Regions from separate parts of the Sus scrofa genome. Here region 1 is linked to region 2. Evidence: chromatin contacts called from public promoter capture Hi-C data. All regions are on one chromosome and are shown on one strand. Each heading gives the region's core, a stretch centred on a gene start, on an enhancer-like site or on the middle of the called end of the contact. The rest is flanking DNA. Distances are from core to core; before and after follow the strand shown.

Region 1 (5,758 bases), core at 377-2,876, 160 kb before region 2:
CTACCAAGCAACAACCTTCCCATCGCCACCCAACCCCTCCGATTCCGAGACACTCTCCCCACCTCAAAGTTAGAGCCCACCCCCCCCGCAAAGAAGGTCCTCTACGCCTCCCGCCCCACCCCCTCCCAGTGGGAACACTCACTTCCTTTCGGACCAGCCCCCCTCCCACTTCCCACTCTTGGGCACTCCCCCCAGGGCTTCTATCCCCGCGCCTCGCCCGCCCTTACCATGTACCAGGTCCCCAGGATGATCGTCCCGGTGCGGACATGGCAACAGCCGCAGCACCGGGTGCTGTAGAACCGGTCGCTGCGGCTCCGCTTGAAAGTCATGGACACCATCGGGAAACTCGTGGGCCTCGTTCGTGGCCGGGCCCCTGACAAACGCCTTCCGCCCAGCGGTTGATACCAGACGGCTCTCTCAAAGCGTCCAAAACCAAACGACGCGTCTTCAAGCCAGCCCCCGGCCAGGGCCCCAGCCAAGAGGCTTCGCACCTGCGCACTGAGTACCGAGCGCCACTCTCGCGCGAGTTCCTTTTAGCCTTTTTCTCCACCTTTCCCGCACTCAGGCCAATAGAAGAGCGAAAAGCTGGGCGGACGCGGCCCTTGATTGGAAAAGCCTGGAGATTGACAAGACTCACGCCCAATCAGAATCGCAACTCGTCTTAGCACTAATAAATCCCCGCCTCTCACGTGAGGGCATGAGCTAGCTCGTCGGTCTAGAGGAGTTCTGGTTGGGGGCGAGGTCGGTAGTTCACCATTCCCAAGAGAAGCGTTTGATGGCAAAAAGGAGAGGCGAGATGAGGTGGGTGGCGGAAAGCCTGCACGAAGGACTTTTCTGAGTGACGTCTGCCACGTACCGCTTCCGAAGTGTCACGGGACAACAGCTGCTCACGTGACCTTTGCGCGCAGTTTGATTATTGGGCTGGTCAGGGGCGGGGCCTGTGAGGAAGGGGCGGGGCGGGGCTAATTCCCGCTCCGGGGCCTTTTCGACTGAAGAAATTCGGGACTTCCTGGAGGAGTAAGGTTAGGTTTCTGTTTTAACTCACACTGACGCCTCCATGGTAGAAGCAAAGAAATACCATTCCCTGCCAAGGGCAGCTAAGAAGGATTGAGAAAAATAGAAGCAAAATAAAGTGGAAGAACTGCTTAGCTCCTGGGTAATGATAGAGTGACGTTTATACGGAAAAATTATGAAACACAATGACACACAAGGAAACACAATTTCACAAAAATGGTGAAACACAGGGACCTAGGCGTTTTCCGTGAAAAACCAGCCATTGTCTGGCTCACTTTTCTGGGTATTCTGCATCTACAGGGGCTCTCCATCTTTCCTTGTGGAGCTAAGGGAGCAAAGAATGTCATCTGCCCATTTCAGTAAACAAAGGAAATTGTGGCATCAAGGCATCAGCCTCTGAAGCCACCACCAGTGGGTGGTACACCCTGAGGGGATTCAGGATAGCAGAAAAATAGGTTGCTGGCACTCGATGGTAAGGTGCATATCAAAGGGATAGTTTCAGTAAGCCTAGACTCTTGGATTTTACCATAAATGGAAAAGCCCTGTGATCTTGATGTTCTGACTACCTGGGATTTTTTTGTAAAAAACCGCTGTATATCCGCTGCTTCTTTACCTCTTTAGAACAGCCCCTGAGAGCTGTCTGAGAGAATGTCTCCTGGACTCAAGTCCTCAGTAAATCTGGCAAATAAAACATAGTTCTCAGCTTTTAGGTTGTGCATGGTTTTTTTGTTTTTTGGGTTTTTTTCAGTAGACATCTGTTCAACTCTAAATTGTAGATAACTGATAGCAAGAGGAAATATTCTTCTTGTCCATCAAACTTCTTGTTGAATTCCCCCTCCTTGGAAAAAGCCATTTTGCAGCTATTTGTAAATTCTTTTCCCAGTCCTGGTTTGAACAATGTAAGTAGTTACTTTATTGGTTCTTTAAACTGGTTCTTATATCTTACTGGTCCCCTTATTGATTAATTACTAAATAAGATCTTTGAGACTGTTCATTTTGTATTTGTATGAGACATGACTTTTAAGAAAATACATGGTTTTATTCTTTGGAAAGTACACTTGTGTTTAGAGGACAAAAATGGCAGTTCCTATTGTGACTCAATGGTAACAAACCTGACTAGTATTCATGAGGACACAGGTTCGATCCCTGGCCTCGCTCAGTGGTTTAAAGATCTGGTGTTGCTGTGAGCTATGGTGTAGGTCACAGACACAGCCTGGATCTGACATTGCTGTGGCTGTGGTGTAGGCCGGCAACTATGGAGCCCATTTAAACGATAGCCTGGGAACTTTCATGTCCCTCAGGTGTAGCCCTAAAGAGACCAAAAGAAAAAAAAAGAAAAAAAAGGTCTTCCCCTTTGCCATTCTTAGCTGAACACTGTGCTGAATTTAGTGTAAAGGTTATTGCGCTGGCATGGCTTCAGTGAATGCTGTCTGAAATTGTATATTGATTGTTGATTATTTATCTCCCCCACTAAAATGTTCATTCTAGAACAGCAGAGACTCTGCTTACTTCTCAGCACTGAAGGAATTGTCCACGCACAATTACCCTGCTTTGCATCATACTTTTAAACTTTCTGGGAGGCCATCCATAGTTAAGCCAAGCTACACTAAAGAATGGAATGAGGTGGTAGCAGTTTAACTCAGAATGAATTATGAATTTCTCCACTAATCAGGGAGTAGACTAATAATCCCCACCACACCAAAACAAATTGTTTTTCATAGCCCTTGCTATGTAGTATACATGTGTCCAATCACTTTATTTTGAATCATTTCATCTTCAAACACAACAAATCTATAAGGCAGGCACTTTGATGTTACTTGACTCAACAAAGAAGTTACATTACATGTCCAAAGTTACAAGGCCAGTATGTGCTGCAGCTGTGGCGCACTTCACAACTGCAGTGCAGGTTCAATGCCTGGCACAGGAACTTCCATGTGCTCAGGGTGCAAGAGGAGAAAAAGAAAGTCAGCCCTCACATTCATTATGGTAGAGGTGATATCTGCTATCACAGGGTAATAAAGGATGTTATGGAAGCACAATATGGAAAAGGAATATCTAACCTAGGAGTTCCCTGGTTGTTCAGTGAGTTAAGGATCTGGTGGTGTCATTACTGCGGGAAAGGTTTACTCCCTGGCAAAGGTTTAATCTTCTGTATGCCATGAGCGTGGCTCCCCCAAAATCTAACCTATCAGGATAGGTTTCCTGGGGGAAGTGATGTCTAAGCGGATGGTAGAAGAAAACTAGGCTGGGGACAGAAAGGCTGAGCCAACTCAGAAGTGATAGTATGGAAAAAGTGTAGTGGAGAGTAGGGGAGGTTTGTGTAGCAGAAATGGTGACTGCCCTGCCAGAGACTACATTTCCTAGCATCCTTCCTCCAACATTCCTTATCGCAAGGCGGCTGTAGGAATAGTTATTGCCAATTGAATCTAAGCAGAAAAGACATGAGTCAGACTGGGCCAGGGCTCTTAAGAAAGTGGGATAGGAAGTCCCGCCCATAATGTCTTTGCTCTTCTTTTCCCTCATTCTCTGCTGGCTGATGCAGAGAAGTCTGAGGCCCTGGGGCTGAGCAGAGTCACAGGATGGACACCTGGGTACTTGAATCACCAAAAAGGGGAAAGCCACAGGTGACACTGGATGGTAACACAAGCAAGAAATAAACTTCAATGGAATGAGCCCATACTGTTTGAGGGTTTGTTTTTTATGGCAGCTAAAATATCCCAATCCTAAAGAAATTAATACAGTTATAGAAATGTGGGGGTTGGAGAGAGGAATGAGAAGAGAAAAGTAAGAGCTAAAGTTAGACAGGAAAGCTTGCCCCAGATCAAGAAGACCTGAAAAGTGCAGGGGAAAGTTGGGGACAGTTTTGGCACGGACCCCAAAGTCTACTGGGTTCACTGTCTAACCTACCCTTCTGGACTATCTGATTCTAGGGTCTGTGTGCCTGGAGCTATTTAAAACTAATAAATTATAGATAACCAAGAGCAAGATTTTTGTTCTTAGACCTGCAAATGAATTCGGACTGTCACATAAAATTTCCCACTGCTTGTGGGAAAAGCAAGTTTTGCATCTATTTGTAAATTATTTCAACCTTCCTGATTGACCCATGCAGGCGTGGTACTTTGAATTCTCTTTCAAAATGGTTGTAACATCTTCCTGGTTCCCTCATTAAATACAGAGATAAACTCTTTTCACACATGTTATGTTTATATTTGTATGAGAGTCATGGTTTTATTTTTCCAAAGTAATATTCTTTAACATAAGCCATGTTAGACTTCGTGCAAAGTATGACACCATTAAATAGTATTAAGCAAGGGAGTTTCATTAACAGATTTGCACTTTGGAAAGATTATTCTGGATATAGTATGGGGAATAACGTGGGCATTTTGGAAGCAGGAGTCTGTTACAGAAATATATGTGTGACCTATACTACGAAAGGATGAATTTGAACTTCTACTTCATGTCACACACAGAAATCAAAGTGGAGAAACTCTTTTTTTTTTCTTTTATTGGCTGCACCCAGGGATCAAACCGTGCCATAGCAGTGACTTGAGCCACAGACATGACAATGTCAGATCCTTAATTCCCCTTAGGCCACCAGGGAACTCCTGTTTTTAATAGAGGCTGTTGAAATTATAGTAATACCCTGAAAAAGATTTCTTACGTCTGCTCTAAGCATACCTGTAGATTTTTATAAGCCTCTTTCTACCTCCTCCCTACTCTCATCCCAATTAATATTATTTCATTCCACGTTATTTTAATCAAACCTTTCATATCATAATTTATGGTTAAAATGTGCTTTTGGGGGGGGGGAGGCTGCCCCTGTGGTATATGGAAGTTCCCAGGCTAAGGGGTTGGATTAGAGCTGTAGCCGCTGGCCTACACCACAGCCACAGCGACGCCAGATCTGAGCTGTGTCTGCAGCCTACTCCACAGCTCACGACAACACTGAATACTTAACCCACTGAGTGAGGCCAGGGATGGAACCCGTGTCCTCATGGATAGTAGTTGGGTTTGTTACCACTGGGCCACAATGGGAAATCCTCATCTGTACTTCTTTTGTTGTTGTTGTTGTTGTTTTGTCTTTTTGCTATTTCTTTGGGCCGCTCCTGCGGCATATATGGAGGTTCCCAGGCTAGGGGTCGAATCGGAGCCACAGCAACGCAGGATCCGAGCCGCGTCTGCAACCTACACCACAGCTCATGGCAACGCCGGATCGTTAACCCACTGAGCAAGGGCAGGGATCGAACCCGCAACCTCATGGTTCCTAGTCGGATTCGTTAACCACTGTGCCACCACGGGAACTCCCTCATCTGTACTTCTTTATCAACTTTAATCATAGCACTCTTGAAGGGAATCATTTTTAAAGATTTCTACCAAGGAAAACCTGTTAATAAAAGCATGGATAGCAGATGAATGAATCTTAATGTGATCTATTCATTACTTCCCAGAAATAAAAGGATTAGTGAAACACCAGTTCAAATCCCTACCAGACTCCTCATTAGACGATCTTATCAGTTGTGAGCATCTGGAAGAAAATGGATGGAATAGTCTGTTCCTATATCCCATTTTTAAGGCAATTTTTTTTTTTTTTTTTTTTTTTTTGCTTTCTAGGGCCACACTCGCAGCATGTGGAGGTTCCTAGGCTAGGAGTCAAATCAGAGCTACAGCTGCCGGCCTACACCACAGCTCATAGCAACGCCAGATCCTTAACCCGCTGAGCGAGGCCAGGGATCATACCTGCAAC
Region 2 (5,964 bases), core at 2,019-4,518:
GGATTTTATGCCTTTCAAGACAGAGTAGAGCGAAAGAGAGGAAAATAGCAAAAAACTTTCCAGAACAAGCAATTTTTCTCGCCTGGCAGAAACAAAAGATCCCGGAATCTCTCACACACAGAACCACACTGAAACCTTTTTAGACAAACCTGTTTCTCGTCTCCTGGGAGTGGATTTGAGCAACCTCCTGCCCTACAGCCTTCCCTTATCCAAAGTCAGGTGCCCAGGATCACACCCTACCTCACTGGTCCCCAGGGGGTTCTGACCTGCTTCCCACCAGGGCCAAAGTGAATCCTTTGGGCGAGGCCGGATCTCTGCAACGGGTGGTCACCTCCTATTTCACCAAGTCCCGCTGTCTTATTTCTTTTAGGAAGAGTGTAGCAAAGGGCTCTGGAAAAGGATTTTATGTCCCCACTTTTTTTTTTTTGGCGGAGCCTACAGCATACGGAAGTTCCCAGGCCAAGGATCAAACCCACGCCACAGCGGCAACCCAGGCTGCTGCAGTGACATCCACTGGGCCACAAGACAACTCCTAGGTCGCCATTTTTAAGGAAATATGGACACCAAATGTAAACGAGAAAGGACAAAGAACAGAGCTGGGAAAGATAGAACAAACCAAACTCTATAAAAAAGAAAACGAAAACCCCAGCTCTGAGCCAAGAGTCTGACCCCAAAGCTTAGTGCTTTCAGGCTCAGCTCAACCACCCCTTCCAGGAAGCCCTCCCACCACTGCAGCTCTAAGGAGCCTTCCTCTGCCCCTCCTTTCCCCCTAGAAACTCAACCTCTCTCTGCTGTGAGTTTTGCTTCTCTGCAAAGTATCAAAGTTTCCAGGACAGGAAGAAAAAAACAACATCTGCTCCTTCCCAGCTCACAGAAACACCCTGGAGAACACCGTCCAGAGAGAATCTCTAATCCCATTTGCCTTCTCCAGTTAAAGGGTGCTCTGGGATCCCGGCTCAGAGGCATGCCAGGCTCGGCGAAGGCAGGCAGCAGAACCACCACCACCACTCCTCCTGACTCTGGCTGGAAATCGGTGAAGTATTGCTGAGGCCCCAGCTTGAGCCTGGAGAGAGTGGGGGCATAACTACTGGTTCAAGGTGCAATCTGTATCCCACAGAAGACACGACCTTCACGAGCGAAGGAGAAGCCAGATGCCCATGTCTTGAAAGCGCCTGAAAACCAGGAGCACCCTGGAGACCCAGCTCAGAAATCCTATCTGCCCCCAAGGCTCCTCCAGCTAGGGCACCCCTTAGGCACACACTCCAACTCATCCGCAATTCACGAGACACCGGGGACCCTTTCCTAGACTCCGAAAGGCTTCCAAGCACAGCAGTCACCTGGGAAGCAAGAAAGGCACCTCACAGATCGGTCTGAAAAACACCTTGCCTGAGCCGGACCCTGTAAAATACCCCAAGGCTCTCAATAACTAGAGCTACTATTATTGTAGAGGGACCTGCTTCCAGAGGGTTGGCTTGGTGTTGCCGAGAGACTTGGCCGGAAAATACACTGTAAGTGGAGGACCGGGGTACCCACCCCCGGCCGCCGCTCCTTGCCCTCCCACGTGCCTCCTTTTGCCAGAGCTGGGGAAGTGAGCCGTCCAGATGTGGTAGCGAGAGACCGCCACTTCCGGAAGGGGGCGAGCCCCCTCGGTCCGCACCTCCCCTCTCCATCCCCGGGGATGGCCGACCTGGCTCACACGGAGCAGAGGAGAGGACCCTGGGACTCGGGCACCGGCTGTGGGGGCTGTGGGGGTGGACGTGAGCACCCGGCGGCCAGCGCTGACACCTGGCGGCAGCCCAGGTCTCAGCCCATAGTAGGCTGGAGCCGCGGGGCGGTTCCCAGGAAAGGGTTACCGGGGCCGAGAACAAAGCGCCCCCTTTGGGGAAGGCGGGCCAGCGGACGGCGGCTGGGGCGGGAGAGCACTTTCTGGGGACCCTCCGGATCTCTTTGTCGGCCAGATCCCTCTTTAGAGGCGACCCACCCCTCTCCAAAGGTGGGTGCTGGAGTTCTACCCCACGGCCTCCCCCCAGCTTCGGGCTCCACGTTTGTCCCCCTTTTCTTCTAGCTCCACTGGGCGGGCCAAGGGACCCGCCTTCCCTCCGCGCTGCTCCAGCACAAAGCCAGGCCGGGGGAGGGGTAAAGCCATTCCCGGGTCCACTCGCGTGGAAGCAGCCCGCGCGCCCCGACCGTGCCCAGCGCAGGCTCTCGCCCCTCCGCAGGCAGCACAACTTCAACAGCCCAGAAGTTGGGTTCCTGCGGGTCTCTTGCGTTCCGAGGCCAACTTCCCGGAACCTCCTGCTACACCCGGCCTGGCTCCGTTCGGCCAGCCAACGGACAGCCGAGACCCCACCTCTGTCCGCCCGCCCCGGTCGTCCTCGCAGCCCTGGCTGGGGCTCCTTAGTGCACACGCCCGCCTGCTCCCGCGCCGATTCCGCTGCTCCCAAACTTGCCTCTGCCAGAGGGGCCGGGCGCTCCGGCTCGACCGATCTGGTTTGAATTAGGGTCCGCGGGCGGGGCGTATTAGCCGCGATCTCGGCATCCTCCTGGGTCACCGGCGAGGGGCCCTGCCGCCGCAGTGCCCGGGGTGACTGGGTGGGAGCCGGCGACCCCAGGAGCCGCCGCTGGCTGGCTGGCTCTTTCGCCACTGGAGCCCTTTTACGTAATTGAGCTCGGGGCCCCGGCGCAGGCTCTGCTCCACGGGACGCCCCAAGCCTCCTCCCGGAGCTGCGGAACCCACGGCCCCCCCCCCCCATTCCCCGACGGCGGAGGCAGTTGGGTCAAGAGCCCTGATTTCGGGGCTCCTAGTCTCCCCGCCAGCCTTGCTAGCGCGGGAAGAGGGGAAGTCCCCGCTTCCCCTCCCCCTCCACGTGCGGTCGCCGGTATCGGCCGATCCGCCAGCCCCGGCTTCCCGCCACCTCCCGGCCAAGCCCCCGGCCGCACTCACCAGGAGGGCCGGCTGCAGGCGCAGCGCCAGCGCGCAGAGCCAGAGCCAAAACGCCGCGCGCCTCATGCTGCCCGGACCAGCGGCGGGAGCGCAGCGGGTTGCGCGGGTCAGGGGTGCGCGGCGCTGAGCCGTCTGCGCGAGGCTCCGAGTCGGCTCTGCGGGTTGCGCTGCGCCCAGCTCCCTTGAGCGATGCCCAAGCGCGCTGCTGTCCTAGGCGAGGGCTGCGGGGTCCCCTGGCTGCAGTCCTCGCTCTGGTGCTAGACTCCTCCGGCTCCGCTCAGCTACCGCTAGCACCTCTCCCGCCGAGCTCCGCCTTATAATAAACCCGCAGGCCCTTAGCCGTTGCAAAAAACTCGCCCCCCACCCCCAGCTCGCCAGGTCTCGGGGCCAGCCCCAGTCCCCACCCCCTAGAGCCCCGCCCCCTAGAACCCCGCCCCGCCCCCTGAGCCACAGGCCCGGCCCCCAAGGAACGCCCCAAGCCCGGCTCCCCAGCCCCGCCTCCGCACCGCGCCAGGGAAGCCGAGCCTCGCCTACCCCCAGGGCCACGGTCCCCGCGCGCCGCGGTTCCCCGGGTTTCGGCTCTGCTGCTCCGGTGTTCCCGGGGGTTGGGGACTGGTCGCACCCCCCTACCGCCCTGGCCAAGGGTTTTGAGGCTCTGCCCGGGAGACTGGCGGGAGGGGCGGGAGTTGGTCCTCGATTGCTGGCGCCAGTCTGCAGCGCCCTCTGGGCGTGAACACCGAGCCCCCTCCAGGTGCGCTGGACTCCCGGATCCGGGCGGGAACACTTTCTGAGGCTGTGCGGGGGCCCGAAGTGATGGGCCCTTAAATCAGTGGCCCCTTCCCTGGCTGCGGATGGTGCTCTCTGCGCCCTCTCACCCTACACCCCAGCACTAGTTTCCACATGCGCTGGCCTTCTGCCAGTGCTGGAAACTAGGGGCCTTACTTTAAACAGCTGGACACGCCCAGGAAGGGTTGTTTAAAAAAATTAAAAAATTTTAAAGGACTTTTCAGTGTCTTTTGATAGAAAGCAGTGCCCTCTCTCTTCATTCTCTGAGTCAAAAGGAAAAGTAAACAGCCTTGGGCCCAGGTGACTTCCAGCCTGCAGGTCTGAGAAGCACCACTGGCATTTTTGCTCCTTCGTGATTCCCTGAGGGGCCTTAGACCTCAGTGGTGCCATCAGCAATCCCGAGCCTCTGTGTAGGTGTTCAAAGACCATGGAAGGTCTGTAGAGCAAATGGCCTTGAACGAAAAGGGGAAGAACCTGCCGGGCCCTGCCTGCAATGTGACCTTGGACCTGGAGACCAAAGATACCGACTTCCCCACCCACCGTCCCCATCTCCGCCTGCAGAGCCTCCTGCAGGTTCTTAAGGCCTGAAGCAGTTCTCTTAGGCCTTGATTTCAAGGATCATCTAACCGCATGGCACCAGGCAGGACCTCTCCAAGGAGTTCAGGGCGTCCTGACAGGTTAAAGGGCCCTTTGAATAGAAAGCCATGAGGGTGTTTGCCAGGGGCTGGCTCATAGTCTGAAGTCAGCTCTCTAGCCCTTTCAACTCAATATGGAGGAAACATAGGTCAGTTTGGAATTTTGCTTTTCTCTCCTCCACAAAACAAAGAAAACTGGGGTCAAGGAATATTTGTTAGAGCCTCTTTATATTATAAAAATGACCCGTTGAGGGAGTTCCCTGGCGGCTCAATGGGTTAAGGATCTGGCATTGTGACTGCTATGGCTCGGTTTCAAGGGTTTTGATCCCTGGCCTGGGAACTTACACATGCCATGGGTGCAGCCAAAATAAATAAATAAATAAAATAAAAATGACCAGTTTATTTAGAAATTTACTCTTTCAAGCTGAGTAAATTTGCCTTAGTAAATCTGGGCCGATTAGGAAGAGGAGGAGCCCTAAGGAGGACACGTACACTGAGAGTGGAGGTAGAGGGTCAGGGTTTGCCTTGACCCAGCTGACTGCTGGCCTGCTTGCTTCTTCTCCCAGCCCGGGTTCTGCAGGAAAATCTCTCCCTCTCAGAAGCTCTTGAAGTCCCATAGTACCCAGGACCTGGGCCTCCTCAAACCCCTGTGGCCCCGTGGAATGCCACAGGAACATCAGCCCGTTTGCACTGCTGTGGCCAATCTGTCTGCACTCATCGGTTCCATCCTTGGGATCCCCCAAACCTCCTTAGATCTGGCAACTAAAGAGTTAAGTCTGGCTGAGCTCGGGCCCTCAAGCCCCCCCATCTGGAGGCACTAAGGCAAGGCCTTTGTTCTGATTTGTGTTCCTAATATGGGTTGTTATTATTATTACTATTATTTTGCTTTTTAGGGCTGCACATACAGCCTATGGAAGTTCCCAGGCTAGGGGTTGAATCACTGCGGCAGCTGCCTGCCTACGCCACAGCATCAAGGGATCTGAGCCATGTTTTCAATCCACACCACAGCTCACGGCAACACCAGATCCTTAACCCACTAAGTGAGGTCAGCAATCGAACCGCATTCTCATAGATACTAGTCGGTGTTTGTGGGAGTTCCCGATGTGGCACAGTGGTTAACGAATCCTACTAGGAACTATAAGGTTGCGGGTTCCGTCCCTGGCCTTGAGCAGTGGGTTAAGGATCTGGTGTTGCCATGAGTTGTGGTGTAGGTCACAGACACGGCTTGGATCCCTCGTTGCTGTGGCTCTGGCGTAGGCAGGCGGCTACAGCTCGGATTAGACCCCTAGCCTGGAACCTCCATATGCCGCGGGAACGGCCCAAGAAAAGGCAAAAAGACAAAAACAAACAAACAAACAAAACTAGTCGGTGTTCGTTACTGCTGAGCAGTAACTTCTGCTTGTCTAATTTTTTAAATTAGAAGATGCTTTCGACCTCAGCTGCTAGCTTCCCCTCAAGTATTGAATAATAGACATTTATTGCATGTGCCTGTATTACCCACTCACCAACAAAAACCTCACAGCACTGGAACTTAAGCCCTTCCCACTCTTTGGCTTTGTCATCTCCTTTGTGGCTCCATCTTCGAGATGGTGGCAAGAT

The links. Promoter capture Hi-C pulls out the DNA fragments that hold promoters and counts their contacts.
Region 1: a contact with region 2 is called in a promoter capture Hi-C map of fetal skeletal muscle, with 2.1 times the contacts expected there. The contact joins the promoter of LAPTM4A here to the promoter of SDC1 in region 2. A contact is called at or near these places in 2 of 5 promoter capture datasets (fetal liver and fetal skeletal muscle), 2 of 47 Hi-C or Micro-C datasets (embryonic fibroblasts and liver) and 1 of 2 datasets of contacts at active chromatin or transcription factors (alveolar macrophages).

The regions. Positions count from the first base shown.
Region 1 is chr3:118,147,734-118,153,491 of Sscrofa11.1, reverse strand. LAPTM4A (lysosomal-associated transmembrane protein 4A) reads right to left here and starts at 1,626. Exons shown (of 7, transcript XM_005662724.3): 1 at 228-1,626. The coding sequence starts at 338.
Region 2 is chr3:117,984,889-117,990,852 of Sscrofa11.1, reverse strand. It overlaps SDC1 (syndecan 1), which reads right to left and starts at 3,268. Exons shown (of 5, transcript NM_001243190.1): 1 at 2,945-3,268. The coding sequence starts at 3,010.